2 separate regions of the Ovis aries genome follow, and region 2 is linked to region 1. A link is a contact called in public Hi-C data. All regions are on one chromosome and are shown on one strand. The core of a region is the stretch at or near the end of the contact, and the rest is flanking DNA. Distances in the headings are between cores, read along the strand shown.

Region 1 (6,217 bases), core at 2,395-4,894:
GTTGAGCTGTCTAACAGACATCTTAAACTTAGCTTGGGCAAAAAACAAGACCCCTGATTTCCCTCCAAAACTGCTAGGCCTCCAGTTTTCTCCAAGAGTAGGAATCAAAGAGGGAGACCTGCAGTCCCTACGTGCTTCAGTCAACACCCTACTTCTCTTAACTCCACAATGCCACTGACAAGTGAAGAGAGGGCCCCATTACTCAGAGTGCTCCTGGCAAGATCCTTATCCCACTTGTTCCCCTAGATGACTAGAAAACAACTTAATTAAAAAGGCATTTTTATCTGTATAGCTTACTACCATAGTCCCAGTACCTAGTACACAATAGGTACCAAATAGTATTTGTCAAATACTCAGACACAGAAATAAAAATACCTGAATCATTCTTCCTTCCTTTTTCCTTATCCCCCATGTCCACTCCACCTGGAAGTTCTACTAGGCTCCATTTCCATGAGAGCTAGTCTCAATCTGTTCACTTCTCTCCACTTCTGTTGATAATTCCAGTGGTACCAACAACCCTCACGTAGGCCATTCTGACAGCTATTACATTAGTTATCCTGCTTGCAGTCTTGCTGCTCTACAACCTATAACCTCCAGAGTAAATTTTTAATAACATAAATCAGATCATGTCACACCTCTGCTTAAAACTCTTCAATGGTTCCCTAACACACCAAGAGTAAAATCTTAACTCTTTACCATGTTTTTAAGGGCCCCACATGACCCAATCTCTGTCTGCCTGCATTTCCCAGGTCATATTACACTACCCTTGTCTGTGCTCACTACATGTTAGCAACACCGGCTGCCTCTCTATCTCTTCTCCACTGAGAGCTTCTACACTTCCTATTCTCCCTATCTAGAATGCTCTTGATCTGTCTCAATATCACAGCAGTAAAGCCTTTCCTGTTTATGGCAGCCAAATCAACAGCCTCCAATCCTAACATATTCATATCCAGTTTTACTTTCTCCATAACTCTTACGACTCTATGTCTTCCATCATTAGAATATAAATCCAAGAGAAGAAGGCTCTCATATCTTATTTATCATTGCATCCCGAGTGCTTGGTGGTGGTGACTGAGTTGGTAAGTCGTATCTGACTTTCTGCAACCCTATGGCCTGCAGTGTGCCAGGCTCCTGGAAATTAGAATTTTCCAGGCAAGAATACTGGAGTGGGTTGCCATTTCCTTTTCCAGGGGATATTCCCAACCCGGGGATCAAACCTGTTTCTTGGGTCTCCTGCTTGGTGGGTGGATTCTTTACCACTGAGCCACCTGGGAAGCCCAGTACCCTGAGTGTTTAGAATTATAAATACTAGCACACAGGAGATACAATATGTGTGAATTTGTATAAGAATTTCTTAAGGGAACAGATGAGTAATCCTCTGAGGTAGGTATTACCTCTTTGCACATTAAAATACACATAGGCTCAGGTGGTTAAATCTCTGGTTATACAACTGGTCAATAGTAGGCCCAGAGTCAGAGAAGGCAATGGCAACCCACTGCAGTACTCTTGCCTGGAAAATCCCATGGATGGAGGAGCCTGGTAGGCTGCAATCCATGGGGTCACTAAGAGTCGGACACAAGTGAGCAACTTCACTTTTACTTTTCACTTTCATGCATTGGAGAAGGAAATGGCAACCCACTCCAGTGTTCTTGCCTGGAGAATCCCAGGGACGGGGGAGCCTGGTGGGCTGCCGTTTATGGGGTCGCACAGAGTCGGACACGACTGAAGCGACTTAGCAGCAGCAGGCCCAGAGTACGGAGTTAGTGCTGAAACCAGTGCTTTTAAATACAGCATTGTATAGACTCTCAACTGTGCTTTGTCTAATGGTTTATTCTGGGCTGTGCTTAGTCGCTCAGTCACGTCTGATTCTTTGCAACCCCGTGTACTGTAACCCACCAGGCTCCTCTGTATATGGGGATTCTCCAGGTAAGAATACTGGCGTGGGTTGCCATGCCCTCCTCCAGGGGATCTTCCCAACATAGGGAAGATCAAACCCAGGTCTCCCACATTACAGGTGGATTCTTTACAGTTCGAACCACCAGGGAAGCCCAAGAATACTGGAGTGGGTAGCCTATCCCTTCTCCAGGGAAACTTCTCCACCCAGAAATCAAACCAGGGTCTCTTGCACTGCAGGCGGATTCTTTACCAGCTGAGCTACTGTGGAAGCCTCTAAAGTTTACGCTGCTTTACACATCTCAAATCCTCACCTACATTACTTAACTTCTTGTATTTGTTCCTAACTCTTTATTTCCACTTCCTTGAATCTTTCAAAAGGCTCTCTCTGCCGGTGATCTAAACCACTGAGACTGCTATATGTGCTGCAGTCCATGGCATCACAAAGTTGGATTCCACTTAACCACTGAACAACAACAACAACAGTTCACAAATACTTCCATGTGAAAATCCAGAGGAGGAGGGGAAATGAGAAGGGCAATCAAAAGATGAATAATTATGTTAGCCATTTGCACAAATAATTGCAGCAGATACCTGTTTAATGTCTGTCAGATAAATGGGTGTTTGAAGAAAGCACTTGCCAAATTAATATCAAAATCATCACTTTCATTTTGTCACTCCTCAGCTCAAAACACGCGTAATGTTCACAGTTTGTATGAGGTCAGTATACAAAGCCCCTCAGTCTGGATCTAATCTCTAATTTTCAACCTTGTCTTTTCCCCACTTAAATTCTGACATCCAGGTATTGCCAGTTTCTGATGAGGTTGAATCTGGTTTTAAATATATATACCAAGCTAGAAAAGACCCTGATGCTGGGAAAGATTGAAAGCAGGAGAAGGGAACAACAGGATGAGATGGTTGGATGGCATCACCGACTCAATGGACATGAGTTTGAGCAAGCTCCGGGAGATGATGGACAGGGAAGCCTGGCATGGTGGAATACATGGGTTAGCAAAGCGTGGACACGGCTGAACGACTAACACCACCACACCAAGCAAGCTCCTGTGTCTCTCCCGTAGAATTGAGAATCCGCCCCCTTCCCAACAGAGTCCCTGGCACAGAACGCCGGCTCCCGTAAACAGACTTAGAGCGAAAGTATTCTAACAAAACTTTCATCAAGTGTTAACGACTAATTCAATTTAGGGGTTTCAGAAAACAAAAGGCTTGAGAAAGTTGTCTAGCAGTCGGAGGTTAGGGGGCGAACCATTTGTCTCTCCACCTCAATAAGGTCCGGAGATAAGGTAAAATGAGAAATGAGGTTTTAAAAAAGGTGTTTCCGTGGCAGCGGGGTCTACCGAGCAAGCAGAAAATCCCAACAGGCAGCAGATTTCAAGAGGTGGGAAAAGAACCCTGAGCCATGTCTCTCCCTTAACCTCTTTTCTCCTCGCGGGGAACCCCTAACTTAAGAGACGAACACGCGGCGAGCCAGAATCCCAGCTACATCCTACGCCTCGTTATAGCCAGCGTCTCAACCCAGGTTTCCAGCGTCACCGCGCCGCGTTCCTACCTCCTCCACGTAGGCCGGCGGGTCCCGCTTGATCAGATTCTGTAACTGCGGAAGGTTGCTGGGCAGCTTGTTATTGTTTCTGCTAGACATGTTGGCTGCTGACTGGCTCCGCGACGAGCAGTTTCAAGAAAACCCAGAACGCCGGCAACTTCCAACCGTCTCAAGCGGCGGTTCGGAGTCGTGCTTCCGTGTATGACCGGAAACAGCACATGGGTAGCTCGGCGGGCGGCGCCATCTTGGTTCTTAAAGCGAGCTTAACTACGGGAACCTCAAAGTGTCAAACTTACTCTCGCGGTTTACTGATCCCCGCCCCCCCACCCCGCCCCCGCTCCCTCGGCCAACTGCTGCTACCTAGCGTTGTTGAAATAATCTGAAATGCGAAGACTCCCCCCACCACACACACAATAGTCTATTTCACTATCCCGACATTATCTCATGAAACAGACAAATGAAAATTAAGTTGCCAAAACAAACCTTCACAGCCTAAAGTTTTAAAGAAAGCTGAGAGCCGAAAAATTGATGCTTTTCAACAAAGCTGTTGGAGAAGACTCTTGAGAGTCCCTTGGACTGAAAGGAGATCAAACCAGTCCATCCTAAAGGAAATCAGCCCTGAATATTCATTGGAAGGACTGATGCTGAAGCTGAAACTCCAATACTTTGGCCACCTGGTGCGAAGGGACTCATTGGAAAAGATCCTGATGCTGGGAAAGACTGAAAGCGGGAGAAGGGGACGACAGAGGATGAGATGGTTGGATGGCTTTACCCACTCGATGGACATGAGTTTGAGTAAACTCTGGGAATTGGTGATGGATAGGGAAGCCTGGCGTGCTGCAGTCCATGGGGTCGCAAAGAGTCGGACAAGACTGAGCTACTGAACTGAACTGAACTGAAAGTTAGAAGCGAAGTGTCGATGGGGCGTAGATGGGTGAATGCGAGCTAAGTCGCTTCAGTCGTGTCCGACTCTGCGACCCTATGAACCGTAGCCCGTCAGGCTCCTCTGTCCATGGGATTTTCCAGGCAAGAATACTGGAATGGGTTGCCATTTCCTTCTCCAGGGCTCTTTTCCACCCAGGGCTTTTCTCTACCCTGGGATCTAACCCGCATTACCTGCATCTCGTGTATTGGCAGGCAGATTCTTTACCACTGGAGCCCCCTGGGAAGCCCCTGGGGAGTAGCTGCTGCTGCTAAGTCGCTTCAGTCGTGTCCGACTCTGTGCGACCCCATGGACGGCAGCCCACCAGGCTCCTCTGTTCCTGGGATCCTCCAGGCAAGAACACTGGAGTGGGTTGCCATTTCCTTCTCCAATGCATGAAAGTGAAAAGTGAAAGTGAAGTCGCTCAGTCGTGTCCGACTTAGCGACCCCATGGCCTGCAGCCTACCAGGCTCCTCCGTCCATGGGATTTTCCAGGCAAGAGTACTGGAGTGGGGTGCCATTGCCTTCTCCTAGCAGTATCCTATTTTACAGAGGGTGAAAAAGATCAATGAGGAGCATAAATTAGTTTTCCTGTATAATTTAAAATACCTGTTCTTGTGTTGTTTCTGTTTCAACCCAGGTGGCACAGTGGTAAATAATTTGCCTGCCAATGCAGGAGACACAGGAGATTCAGGTTGGATCCCTGGGTCAAGAAGATCCCCTGGAGAAGAAAATGGCAACCCTCCAGTATTCTTGCCTGGAGAATCTCATGGACAGAGGAGCCTAGAAGGCTACAGTCCACAAGGTTGCAGAGTCTGACACGGCTGAAGCAAGCACTCAACATGACTCAGGAAAACAGTAGATAAAATATAGTCATGTTGACTGGTTTAAAATGAATTTGTATTTAAAACACCACTCTTGTTATAACCTTTGTAAGTACTGTTCTCCAAGAGTTTTAAATTCAGATTCTGTTCATTCAAAGAAAGTACATTTCCACAATTTCAAAGTGTACAAAAATAAATATGTGGAGAATGAATTAATCCCTCACCCTGTTCCAAGCACTTTACTTGTATTGAATCCTGAGAAGAGCCCTCTAAAATAGGCGCTAAAATTACCCGTACTTTGCAGATGAGGAAACAGGCCTGGACAAGTTGACTGCCTAAGTTCATATCAGGTGAGGAAGCTGGGATCTCAGTCCAGGCTGTCGTGATCATAACTAGATGAGAAAGAAAAATGTAGCCTGATAGTTGTCAGCTGGTTAGCTGGTCTGGCATCAGAAGATGGACAGTGGTATTCCCCTGCTTAATATAAGCAGTTTCACAGAACACCAGCTTCAGTCCAGGTCATCTGTGGCCGTGTCTGAATGAGCAAAAAAACAAGACAACTCTGTAATCACATCTAAGCACAAGCAAGTTCAAGAACTCTGTGCAAACCACTTGCAGTTTTTCAGCTACACTTGGAAAAAGACTATCCTACCTATCATAGAAGCAGGTACTTGTGAAATTATTAAGAAGTAAATGTAAACAATTTTTTTAAAGCCCTTTCACAGATTTAAATTAAAAACATTATTTTTGGTTGGTTGAATTAGTGAGGGAAAAAAGCATTCTCAAAACAAAATATATTGAAATAATTTAATTCCTATCAAAATTAAAAGCTTATGTACTATGCATATTTAAGTCATTAAAATGTGACTTACGAGTTAAACATTCAGGCCATGTCACCAGCTTTTATTCATAGTCTGTACATCAGGCACTAGGGTAAGCGTTTGTCTGTTTTTGTTTTGTTTTTGGACATGCCTCTTGGCTTTCAGAATTTTAGTTTCCCAAACAGGGATCAAACCCAGG
Region 2 (6,217 bases), core at 1,229-3,728, 190 kb after region 1:
TTTTGATAAAAATCACCTAAAATACTAAATATTGTTCCTAATCTTTTTCATTACTTCTAAGTGTCACAGAAAAACTAAGATATAGTCTGAATTGGCTATACGATAAAAGCACTGGTATCTTAACATGCTCCATAATATGAAAAATATTTATTAATAATAATGGATCTGCCAGGACATAAAATTTAAAAAGTAAACAAGAATTTCAATCAATCCTTTGCTGAAGACTAAGTTAATGAACGTATGTAAAAGTAGTTAAAACAGTTATCACAACTCAAAATTTAACAGTGACAACTCCAAATGAACATGAAATCAAGCAAATACCAACTGGTTTATTCATTGCTGTTGAGTTACGAGCTGGGTGGATTTGTTCGGAAACACAAATTTCAGAATAATGTTTCTGTTTTACCCAGTGCCAATTTTAAGCAAAGAAGGAAAAGTAAACATACCAAACAACAGTGATATGTGATCACTTTAAATACACCTTAATGATAACGGATTGTTTAATCTTTGGAATACTCAAGTATTCTTCAAAATGTTTTCAAATCAAATGCCAAGGTCATATTCACATTGCAGTAACAAGTGACTGCACAAAATGCCAGACTCCAAATAGGTCTTAGGGAATAAATCATGATTACCAAATGCATATAATTGGCATGGGCATAAGTGGCATATGTTAGAGAATATGAAGAATAAATTCATATACGAGCAGCTGAAGAATAAGACTTTTCTATAGAGTCATTGTATGCAAGGTACAGAGACCCACTTAAAATTTTTTCATATATATAGACACACATAGTTTGTGTTTTGCAGAAGTTTCAATGAGCTTCAAATGATCCATATAGATACAAAATCTTCAAAATTATCTTTCTTAGTGCAAAGATGTCTAGCCTACATTTTAGAAGTCAGCGCTATCTGAAAATAAACTGCTGTGGTCATTTCTCAAAAAATCCAGTAAAGAACTGGGGATTGTTACTATAACTACATTACCTTACAGAAATGTATCCTAATCTGCTTAGTTTATTAAAGAAAGACATTATTATTATTATTATTATACAGATTAAAAAACAAGACAGGTTGCTGCTGTTCGTATAAGATTTGTTTCTCTCAGGAAACACAAAGACAAATGAAATTCCAATGAAAGATGCAGGAAAAATGGGAAAAAAATGACTGCAGGAGTCCAAGAATTCCAGGAAAACGGGCCTGACTGTTGAACTTATATTTTGAAAAGAGAGATTTAATAATTTGGAAGACGTATCCCACTCAAAATAAAAATCCACTCCAATTTCATATCACTCGGAAGGTACATTCTACTCAATTAAATGCAAATTTAACAAAGGAATATTATATAATAACTTGCAAGACTTCCCCAAACCAAATCTTTCACGAGTCAAAACTTAATACAAATGTTTTTTATTCGACGTTAGGAAATGATTTTCCTTTCCTTATTAGACAAGTCGCTGTTCTTTCTCAAACTCTGGAACCATAAAATATTCTTGGACTCCAGCTCCCAACATTCGTTACACAGACGACCCGCATATCTACCTGCACTTGCCAGACTGTTACCAAAATTGAACGGAGTCGCCGAGGTGGTAGAAACACCGAAATTCCCAATATTAAAGTTCACTGCAGGATTAGCAGTTAATCCGAAACCCCCAAAATTAAACCCACTGGCGGTGGAGTTGGCAGTCTCAAGCCCACCAAATCCTGATAGGCGTGCAGGCAAAGAAACAAACAATTTTAAAGGGAGAGAGAGGGAAGAAAAAAGAAGAAAAAGAAAGCAAGATAAGGATTAGAAGAGTCTGCAGGAGGTTTCACAGAAGTGAACAAAGACAAACCCTGACTTTGCTCCAACCTGAGTTAAGAGAGCCGAGGAGGCGGGGATAGGAGGAAGGGGCAGGAGCCTGCAGTCCCGCAGCGAGGAGCTAAAGGGCCAGGGCCGAGGGAGCCGCAGGGCAGCGCTTCACGCTCCCCAGCCGGATCCTCGCCGAACCCAGCAGCGGGAAACCCGCGACGAGTTCGCGCAAGTCCCGGAGGCTGCGGCGGGGAGGGGAGGGAGGACGGGTCTCTGGCAAAGAGTGAGAGAAGCCGCCTCGGGTCTCTCTGAGCCCGACTACCGGATGGCGGGAAACGAACCCTAGGAGGAGAGGGGCCTGCGGGGCCCCACCCGCGCGCGCGAGCACGGGGTTGGGCCCCCATTCCTCCCGCGGCCTCCTCAGGAGCCGCCGTCGCCCGCTCGGCTGCCGCCCGCCCTTTTCCGAAGCCCCCAAAGTCTCCGCGCGGGCAAGAGACCCCAGGATTCCCAAACCGAAGAGTCTCTCGGACGGAAGGGCCGGACCGAAGACCTCCCCTCCTCGCCGGGAGAAGTCCGGGGCAGTCACTCACCCGCGGGAGCCGCGGTGGCTGCAGCGGTACCTGAAGTGCCAGACGGAGTACCAAAGTTGAAGGCCATGTCGCGGGAGCAGGGGACCAAGGTGCTGCTCCCGCGACACTTGGTGCACTCCGCTTTTCAATCCGGCGAGGAAACCGCCTCCAGATCAGGGAGTTCCGCCTCTTTTCTGGCCTAGCCGTAGAGGCCGGAACGCTGGAAAGGCGTAGTGGGTGGAGGATGGAGAGGGAACGCCCCCGGCCCGGCTAGCTTCCGGGGGCCTTGTGGCTTCACCCTGCGTGGAGCTTCACAGCCTAGGTGAGATGCCGGGAAGCTTGCTGTGACCTGCCGCCCGAGAGCCTTTTAAAACGGCTTTAGGGAGGCCCCCTGGGGAAAGATGTGCAAGCAGGCTGAATGCCAGTGTCTAATGAAGACAGGGTAGGGAAGAAAGCTAAATCCTCCTTCTCCTTAGTGGAAAGTCAATGTGAAAGTCGCATCCGACTCTGCGACCCCATGGACTGTAGCCCGCTAGGCTCAGCCCGTGGAATTCTCCAGGCAAGAATACTGGAGTGGGTTGCCATACCCTTCTCCAGGGGATTCCCGACCCAGGGATCGGGCCCACGTCTTCGGCATTGCAGGCAGATTCTTTACCATTTGAGCTACCCAGGACGCCCTTGGAGAGTCAGTGGAACATTCACCAAGAACCAAATCACTTAAAGTTATGGGGTAATGGGGGAGGGGAGTGATGGAGCGCGGGGAGAAAAAGAGAGAAGTGCCTCTGAGAATTTAGGTTTGGGGTTGTTTTTTTTTTTTTTTTTTTGTAGAATTCTTGGTAGGTAGGGTGGGAGGAAAGTTCAAGAGGGAGGGAACATAGCGGTACTTATGATTGATTCATGTTGATCTATGGCAGAAACCACAACATTGTAAAGCAGTTATCCTCCAATTAAAAATAAATTTAAATTAGAAAAAGACAGTAGAGGGAGAAAAGAATTCTTGGTGGAGACTTTGTAGAATTATGTGATTCTTAAATCTATGTGCTTTTGTAACTTTAATACAAATAAAACCAACAAAAAAGCCATATGTCTATTAAAATTGTCTTTGGACCTAGCAATGCTACTTCCAGGAATTTATCTTGTAAATTATTTGGCAAAATTAATGGAATACAAGGTTATCTGTTACAACACTGTTTATAATAACAAATTATTGGAAACAGTGTTTTGCCCAAATAGTTGCATTCATACAAAGGAATACTATTCAGTGATGCAATAGAAACAGTAAAGCTCTGTGTACTGAAAAGAAAGATCTCAGAGATTGAATTACATAAACACAAGACCTTGAATATGGTATGCTACAATTTCAGTGGGGAAAAAAGAGAGCTAGACTATGTAATTACACATATTTGTATAAAATATACCTGGAAAGATACATTTTTAAAAATGAATAACTTTTCTGAGAAGATGAACTGGGTGGCAAGGAGATGGGGTGGAGGAAAACTTTGCAGTGATGAGATGGATGAAACTGGAGCCGATTATACAGAGTGAAGTAAGCCAGAAAGAAAAACACCAATACAGTATACTAACACATATATATGGAATTTAGGAAGATGGCAATGACGACCCTGTATGCAAGACAGGGAAAGAGACACAGATGTGTATAACGGACCTTTGGACTCAGAGGGAGAGGGAGAGGGTGGGATGATTTGGGAGAATGACATTCTAACATGTATACTATCATGTAAGAATTGAATCGCCAGTCTATGTCTGACGCAGGATGCAGCATGCTTGGGGCTGGTGCATGGGGATGACCCAGGGCAGGGTTCATGTTTGGGAACGCATGTAAGAATTAAAGATATTAAAATTTAAAAAATAAAAAACTAAAAAAAATAAAACCTATTACGTGTTTCGAAAATGTAAGCGAGTAATTAAGTAATTCTAAAAGTGGTCATTCCAAGAGTCTCAGTGAGAACACTGGTATATGGATGAAGACAACAGGAATGGAGACTGATGAGCAGGTGGGCTTAATGACTGGTGGGTGTGGAGAGGCAGGCAAGCAGGAGTCTAGCAGGAGTCCCTGGTTCCTGGCTTGTACAGCCAGCTACACTGTGATGACATTGGAACTTGGGAGGAAGATAAGGAAAAAAAAAAAAAATGAGCTCCTTGCTTTACTTACTGGATGTGAGCACAAGCTGGATACAGGGACTCCGTGCAACCCCATGGACTGTAGCACGCCAGGCTCCTCTGTCTATGGGATTCTCCAAGCAAGAATACTGGAGTGGGTTGCCAGGCTCTCCTCTAGGGCATCTTCCCGAGCCAGGGATGGAACCTGTATCTCTTGTCTCCTTTTTCTATAATTTTTTTTTCCATATTAAACCCATTACTTAACCCATGCTCTGCAGCTTTGTGGAATTCACCTGCCAGCTGGTTCATGATGCCTCGACAAAACCCATCTTAAACGTCAGTGGGGACCCCAAAGAAACCACCTAACACAACAGCCTCGTAACTGACCTCCCTGTATCCAGGTTGGCTCTTCCAGTTTATTCACCCTGCAGCTAGAGTGAGTTTTTCCTAAACAAACCTGTCACATATCCCATTCTTCTCCCTGTCCTGCACTGGCCAACAGCCCAGTTCACAACCCTTTAATGAGTTCCTCCTGTTGGCCTTAGAAATAGTGGTGCTAGTGGTAAAGAATCCGCCTGCCAACGCAAGTTGTGAGTGTGAGCCCTGAGTTGGAAAGATCCCTTGGAGGAGAAAACGGCAATCCACTCCAGTTTTCTTGCCTGAACAATCTCAAGGACAGAGCAGCCTGCTGGACTACAGTCAGTGGGGTCACAAAGAGTTGGACACCAACTGGGGCACACAATAATCCCACTCTCTCAGCCCCCAGTAACCACTCTTTCTACTCTGTCTCTATGAATCTATTTTAAGTACCTCTTGCAAGTAGAATCATACAATATGTAAGGAAATCTTAAACAGGGCACAATAAGGCTGCCTTTCTTTCCAGCCTAATCTCCCACTATTCTTCCGCTGAATTCTAGACAAATATTATCTCAGTCACATGTAACATGTTCCTTCTTGCTCCTGCACGTCCAGTTACCTTTGTCTGCAATGCTTCGCTTTGCCTGTTCTTCAGTCTCAGTCAAATGTTGCTTCCTTCCTTAGTCAAGCCTTCCCTCAGCTTCAAGTCAGGTTCCCAGAACATCTTGAAACTTCATTGAAAGTTTACATTTATGATCCCACAACTTCTCCTATGACTTAAGCCAGTTGAAATCAGCTTTGGGGGTCCCTAGGAAGCACATACACTGAGGTTTTCAAGTACCCTTAATAATATAAGGATGTTTGTAACACTGAGCTAAATATGATTGATCTGGATTGGCTCTGACTTCAGAAGTAAGTTGCACTATTATTGGCGTGGTAAAGGTTTTAAAGAGAATCTAAACTTTGGGCCTAATAACTTCAGTCCAACTGTCTGCAGATACAAAAGTCTAGTAGTTCTTCAGCAGCTCTCTGATCTTGCTGCACCCTCTGGGTGGATTTGTCTGCATTTCACTTTATGTTCACCTGGAAACAGACCTGAATAGGGGGGTTAAAACGGCAGATTATTTGGTTGGAGGCAGCTGTGCGGGGGTAAGGAGAGTCAGGCTGGGGATGAAGGAATTATAACAGGAGCAGTTTCTGGTCCGGGCAACCCTAGCTGAGCGACCGAGTAGAGTGAGCCTGAGAACTGGCCCTCTGAGACCTGGCGCCCTTAGCAGTTGACTCCTGCCCACTCTGGTTGAGCATCAGTTGTTGCTGTTTAGTCACTAAATCCTGTCCAGCTCTTTGCGATGCCAAGGACTATAGCTCATCGGGCTCC

The links. Hi-C and Micro-C count contacts between places; a contact is called where the count stands out from the background.
Region 2: a Hi-C map of tail adipose tissue shows a contact between it and region 1, with 2.4 times the contacts expected there. The contact joins the promoter of NUP54 here to the promoter of SDAD1 in region 1. A contact is called at or near these places in 2 of 16 Hi-C or Micro-C datasets (blood and tail adipose tissue).

Annotation. Positions count from the first base shown.
Region 1 is chr6:91,592,635-91,598,851 of ARS-UI_Ramb_v3.0, forward strand. SDAD1 (SDA1 domain containing 1) reads right to left here and starts at 3,645. Exons shown (of 22, transcript XM_004009922.6): 1 at 3,461-3,645. The coding sequence starts at 3,550.
Region 2 is chr6:91,782,947-91,789,163 of ARS-UI_Ramb_v3.0, forward strand. NUP54 (nucleoporin 54) reads right to left here and starts at 2,479. Exons shown (of 12, transcript XM_004009926.6): 1 at 2,383-2,479. The coding sequence starts at 2,449.